Regions from separate parts of the Mus musculus genome. Here region 1 is linked to region 2. The links are chromatin contacts, called in public Hi-C maps. All regions are on one chromosome and are shown on one strand. The core of a region is the stretch at or near the end of the contact, and the rest is flanking DNA. Distances in the headings are between cores, read along the strand shown.

Region 1 (2,878 bases), core at 165-2,664, 330 kb after region 2:
TCTGGACAGGTGTTCCAGCCTGCATAGCAAGTGCCTTTATCAACTCTGCCGTCTCCCTAGGCCAGCTTTTAATCTTTCTGAGGACTTTTTTTTTACATACTAAATTTATTATTTGTGTCTCCTGCTCCCCAACGAATGTAATGGGGGATAGGCACATGTGTGGTGATGGTAAGAGTCTGGAGATCAGACCACACTCGTGAAGTCTGGCTCTCCTTCCACCTTATGTGGTTCTAGGAATCAACTGAGGTCACCAAGGCTTCACAGTGAGAGCATTCTCCCACTGAGCCTTCTCTTGGCCCATGGCGACCCCTTCCTGTAGAACGATCCCATGATCCCCCTCTCTGGAGTCTATCTGCCTGAGAAGCTCCTGAGAAATGTTCTTAATTTTTATTTTATTATTTTATGTGTGCAGGTATGTTTGCCTGTGTGGATGTCTGTGAACCACATGAGTACCTGGTGCCCAGAGTCCAAAAGAGGGCTTCAAATCCCCTGAAACTGGAGGTTCAGATGGTCATGAGCAACCATGTGTGTGCTAGGAACTGAACTCAGGTCCTCTAGAAGAACCGCCAGTGCTCTTAGCCACCAAGCCTCTCCTGGCAGGTTTTGATATGTGCATTTGCGGGCTGCTGCAGCTGAACTGTGCTGTGAAGTAGGAGGGGAAGGAATGTGACAGCCAACGCAGGGAAGGGGAGTACATTACATACATACATGCATACATACATACGTAAATTATAGAGGAAGAGAAGCCAATGGGAGGCGGGGAAGTTGAGAGTGTAGGGTAGGAGAAGAGATCCCAGCAGGATTCTAAGTCAGGTGCCCAGCCACAGGCTTCTCTGAGTGCTTCGGAGAGTCCCCCCACCCCCACACGTGGGTCTCTGTGAGCACATGCTCTTAGATATGGAAAAAAGCAAGGGGCTGATTCAACTCTGGGCCTCATCTGTACCTCAGGAGCTTGGGGACCCTCAGGGCTCAGTTGGAATCTGTGCATAAGTGAAGGGGGCTTCATCTTAGAGGTTCCCGGCTGACAGCCATCACAGTGGCCGAACACTCAGTATCCCATGAACTTAGAGGATGTGTGAACTTGGTGTGATGTGTCAGACACTCCTTCCTTATGCTTGGCCCAAGACCACAGCCACCCAGGGTTGGAGGTGTCCACAGAGAACAAGGGAGGCAGGAAAGGGAAATAACTTTCTGGAAAGTACACAGTTCTGGTGGAGAGTGCAAACCCACATCTCCTGACCCCTAGGTTCATAGCCACTGTGAGGGAGGTTGCAGGCAATATGGGTTTGAGGACGTTGCTTCAGAGTGTGTGTCCTGAGAGTCAGGAGGGAAGACAATCAGGCCTTGTTCCCTAAGTGACTCCCAGCGAACGCATTCCTGAATCCCTGCCACCATGCTGGAAGCCAGACTCCAAAAGTTATAAATGGGCTTTGTCTGTCAACAAATAAGAGAGCCACAGAATGCTGGGGTCCAGAAGAGACGGGCTCTCGGCTGTCTCCCCTGCCAACCTCTGTACGCCCTAGGAATCTGAATTCTCGGCCAGACACCTTTCGAGTTCTACTCATACATAATAATTGCCTTCAGCAGCTACTCCCACACGGTAAATATTTTAAAATCTATTTTACTTCCTTTATGAGGGAAAGACAACAATAGGCATTCAATGAACTGCAGTCAGTGTTTTGCAAAATATTGAATTTATTCAACCCATCAAGAATCCGTTTCTTCCAGGATGGCAGAACACTGAGGGTTGGAGGTGTAGCTCAGTAGAGGAGTGTTGAGCCTAACATGTGAGAGGTGCCACGTTCAAGCCCCCAGCACGGGAGGAGTGGGGAGGCAGAGGGGGTTGAGTGAATCGTGTACATGTTATGTCATTTTCTCTTGTGTTGTGTTGTGTTGTGTTGTGTTGTTTGTTTGTTTGTTTGAGATAGGATCTCCTGTTACCCAGGCTGGCCTTGGACTTGCTATCTAGTCAAGGATAACCTTGAACCTTTGATCCTTCTGCTTCTACATCCCAAGTGCTAGGATTATAGGTTTGCCTTACCACACCCCATTTATGCAATGCTGGGAATGAAATCCAGGGCTTTGTCCATACTAAACAAACCTCTATCAACTGAACCACATCCCCACTCCACTCTGTGTGTGTGTGTGTGTGTGTGTGTGTGTGTGTGTATTTTAAGCCTGCATCTCACATTAGTATTTGTTTTTCTATTGATTAGAAATGGGAGGGGAAGGGATAGTTCAGTGGTCAAGAGTCTATACAGCTATTTCGGAGGACCCAAGTTCAGTTCCCACCCAGTACCCACACTGGATGGCTCACAACCATATGTAACTCCAGCTCCAGGGGATATGGTTCTGCCCTCTTCTGGCATCCTTAGGCACTTGTATTCAGATGAACATATTAAGACACACACAAATACACACCTTTAGTCCCAGCACTCAGGAGGCAGAGGCAGGTGGATCTCTGTGAGTTCAAGACTAGCCTAGTCTACAGAGCAAGTTCTAGGACAGTCAAAGCTACAAAAAGAAACCCTGTCTTGAAAAGCCAATAGATAGATAGGTATAGGTAGGTAGGTAGGTAGGTAGGTAGGTAGATAGATAGATAGATAGATAGATAGATAGATAGATAGATAGATAGAATAGTGTCTAATGGAGCTCTGAGGGAGGGGTGCTGAGCACACAGAGGAGCCTCACTAGGGCACCATGAAGCAAAGAAAACTGGTAAAGCGAGTGTGGATCCCAGTTGTCCACTTTTCAAGGATGTGACTCAAATTCACCTCACCACCATTCCATGTCCTACAAAAGGGGGACACCTCACCTGGATGGTTGCTGGAGGAGTCTCAAAAATGACCATGTCTGGCTTGGCTTGGCAGCATATGCC
Region 2 (2,864 bases), core at 45-2,544:
TCTGGGTGGCCTGTTCGTTCCCCCAACTCCATGCATTTGACCCTTCTCTTGGAGCTGTCTGATGCCACACAGAGTATACCAGGGAGGGCACAGTGTCATGAAGTCAACACGGCACATCTTAATCATGTGTCAGTGTTCTTGACGAGTAAAATAAAAGATAGAATAACTAAATATCCTAATAATGATAACAATTTTTTGAAAATTAAAGCCTCAAATTAGATTAGAAGCTGATATCAACTCCAGATTCACCTGTATATGCGTCCATTGTAGCTCTTCCTCAGATATCCCTAGGACCTCGTAATACCTTCCCATGGGTGGTGAACGATGCAATTTGAAGTTCTAGATGCTGTCAGTGATTGTAAAGAGAGCAAGAGGGGAAGGTGGGGGAGAGCTGTGAGTTAAGTTTCTTAGCTGGGTGGGGTTAAGATAGCAGTTCCTGGAAAAGAACTCAAAGGAGACGGAAGTGACAAAAAGGGGCAGTGGATTCCACCAGAGGGAAAACTACATAGGAAGTAGTGTTTCCCAAAGTCCTTTTAATGAGGGCTCCCAGGATCACCCAAATCTGAAATCAACACTAGGTCACTGACAGTTCAAGGTTCAAGGATGAGGCTTCCTTGGGAGGCAAAGTCAATACTTTTCAAAGTCAAGAAGGCAGGAGGCTCATTGACCCGATCAAGGACAAGTCAGGAAGAGACTGAGTGTCAGATGTGACAGGTGCCATGTGTGCTACATGTGCATGGAAACATGCAGGAGTTCCAGGGAACACGGCCCATGCCCATCCCCTCAGTCAGGCAGCCCATACCCTGTACCCAATGAGCGATCCCCAGAGCCAAACTCAGCATCAAGGTCTAAGCCATGAGTTCCAAGTGACGCAAGAGTCAGATCACCAGCACTTTGGAGCCTGTTAAATATACTCGTCTCTGGTCTCCTCTTTTAGACCTGAGTCATAACCTAAGACATGTTTTGGAAGTGCCTTAGGTCTCCCGGGTTAAGTTCCACGTCTCTGCAAATGTCTCACATGGGGTGTGGTCCGGTTCTTGATGTCCACCGCCTGGGTACTGTGCCAGGGAATGGACTGCATCCAGGGAAAGTAGAAAGCTATGTAAGACGCGGACGGTGCCCTCAGCTAGTTCAGAGACACGAAGAGAAAGACAAATGGTAACTTCAGGAATGAATCCAAGGCGACGGAATTATGCCTCTCCAAGCAATGCTACTGGGAACTAGGGAATGTGACCCACTCAAAGGCTATGAGATCATAGGACGGCCTGAGCCAGGCTCTCTCATTAACTGGCCAAGGGATTCTCAAACTGTGGTGCAGACACTGAGCCAGAATTCCAGCTGGCCCAGAGGGGAGTCTGGGTCTCATTGTGTCTGCTGGCCTGATGGGCTGGCAACGCCACAGGGAGAATAACTGCCTGGGGGCGGGTGGGGGGGGTGTCATGGTTGGACCAGCTTGTCCCTAGATGTTGAGAACAGATGTGAGGCACACAGAACGAGAGGCAAGGGTCTTCCTCTTGGCCCAGCTCTGCCAAATGCTGTGGTGCAGAGTCTTTGGGATAACCCCAGGACTTCTGCTTCCCCGACTCAGGCAGAGCAGAGCTATCTGTGAGGTAATTTTCCTGCTCGTGGATAGAAGTGCATGTTTCTCCCCTGCTTTGCAGCCTAGGAGAACTGCAGGCATCGTGATAGTTATTCACAGAGCAGTGGACACGTTTGAACACGAAACGTTCCCCCACTAGGGCTGTGACTCAACACAGCACTGATAGGAGATGAGAGGAAGAGAGGAGAAAATCCTTGCAACTCGTGGGTCAGCTGGGCTGGTGTGTATATGTTGGGGAACAATAAGGAGACATGTCAAACAAGGTGGGAGGCAAGGACCAACTCTGGAGGTTGTCTTCTGACACCCATATGTACACTGTGGTTTGAATGTGTCAATAGTGACAGACATGAACACACACATTAAAAAATGAAAATATTGAAGGGTTGGTCCCCAGCAGACATGCCATTTGGAAGGTGCTTGATGTTTTAGAAGGTAGGGCCTATGTGGAGGAAGTAGGCCCTGAGGGCACATCCTTTGTGGCTCTATCCTGTCAAGGACCACTCTCTGTCTTGCTCTCTGCCTCCCATCATTCGTGAGATTGATGGCTTCCTCCTTAAGCTTCTCTATGACGCTCTCTCCACTTTACCTCACTCTCAGAACCACCAGAGCCAAGCCCGGGGACCCAAATTCACCGCTGTGTGACAACACAGGCTCCCCTTCCTTTCAGCTGTTTCGGGTTTTTAATCGTAATGTTTTAAGTTTTATTTTATAAAATGTATATACAACAAATTTGCAAATAAAAATACCACTAAAAATTAACCAGACCCTCAAAATCGATATAACTCAGTGAAGTCCCACACAGTTAGAATGGGTGTTCAGAACGGGAGCTGTAGGGTTAACACAATCCCTGTTACCACTGTTACATTTTACCCTCTCACCAATGGGTGCATCTAGCACCAAACCCCCAAATGTCTGTGACAGAGTTAGACTTAGAATAACTTTATATCGTCGATCATGACTTGTGTCTGTCACCTGCACTGAGCCTTCAGTCTCTCCTCACCCCCTCATGTTTAGCCTTTCTTTTTTCTACATGTTATATGTACTCATGTGTACAGTGGCTTACATATACACATATGCTATTGGTTAGATTCTGCATATGAGAAAGAACATGCAGGTTTTTTTTTTGGTTTTGAGATATGTGATCTCACTTATACATTCTAAGTCCAATTATTTCCTGTAAATTCTTAAACTTCTTTTCCTTTAGTATTTAATAGTATTCTATTCTATTCCACACACATATGTATATTTACCAATTTTTCATTAT

Evidence for each region. Hi-C and Micro-C count contacts between places; a contact is called where the count stands out from the background.
Region 1: a Hi-C map of neural progenitor cells shows a contact between it and region 2, with 2.5 times the contacts expected there. The contact joins two enhancer-like sites. A contact is called at or near these places in 1 of 15 datasets of contacts at CTCF or cohesin (large pre-B cells), 6 of 484 Hi-C or Micro-C datasets (beige adipocytes, embryonic stem cells, myocytes and 2 more), 2 of 115 datasets of contacts at active chromatin or transcription factors (embryonic basal ganglia and pancreatic cancer cells) and 1 of 9 other capture datasets (embryonic stem cells).

The regions. Positions count from the first base shown.
Region 1 is chr9:61,888,682-61,891,559 of GRCm38.p6, forward strand. The region is part of intron 1 of Gm34974 (a long non-coding RNA gene); the gene reads right to left. Among named protein-coding and RNA genes, the nearest start is that of Gm34974, 8.7 kb to the right of the region's middle. Within about 2 kb of position 1,415, at least 31 of the 459 cell types and tissues checked have an H3K27ac peak or open chromatin away from gene starts, as enhancers often do. A contact at or near this core is called in neural progenitor cells, where this site is marked.
Region 2 is chr9:61,557,622-61,560,485 of GRCm38.p6, forward strand. No RefSeq gene overlaps it. Among named protein-coding and RNA genes, the nearest start is that of Gm39350, 36 kb to the right of the region's middle. Within about 2 kb of position 1,295, at least 49 of the 459 cell types and tissues checked have an H3K27ac peak or open chromatin away from gene starts, as enhancers often do. A contact at or near this core is called in neural progenitor cells, where this site is marked.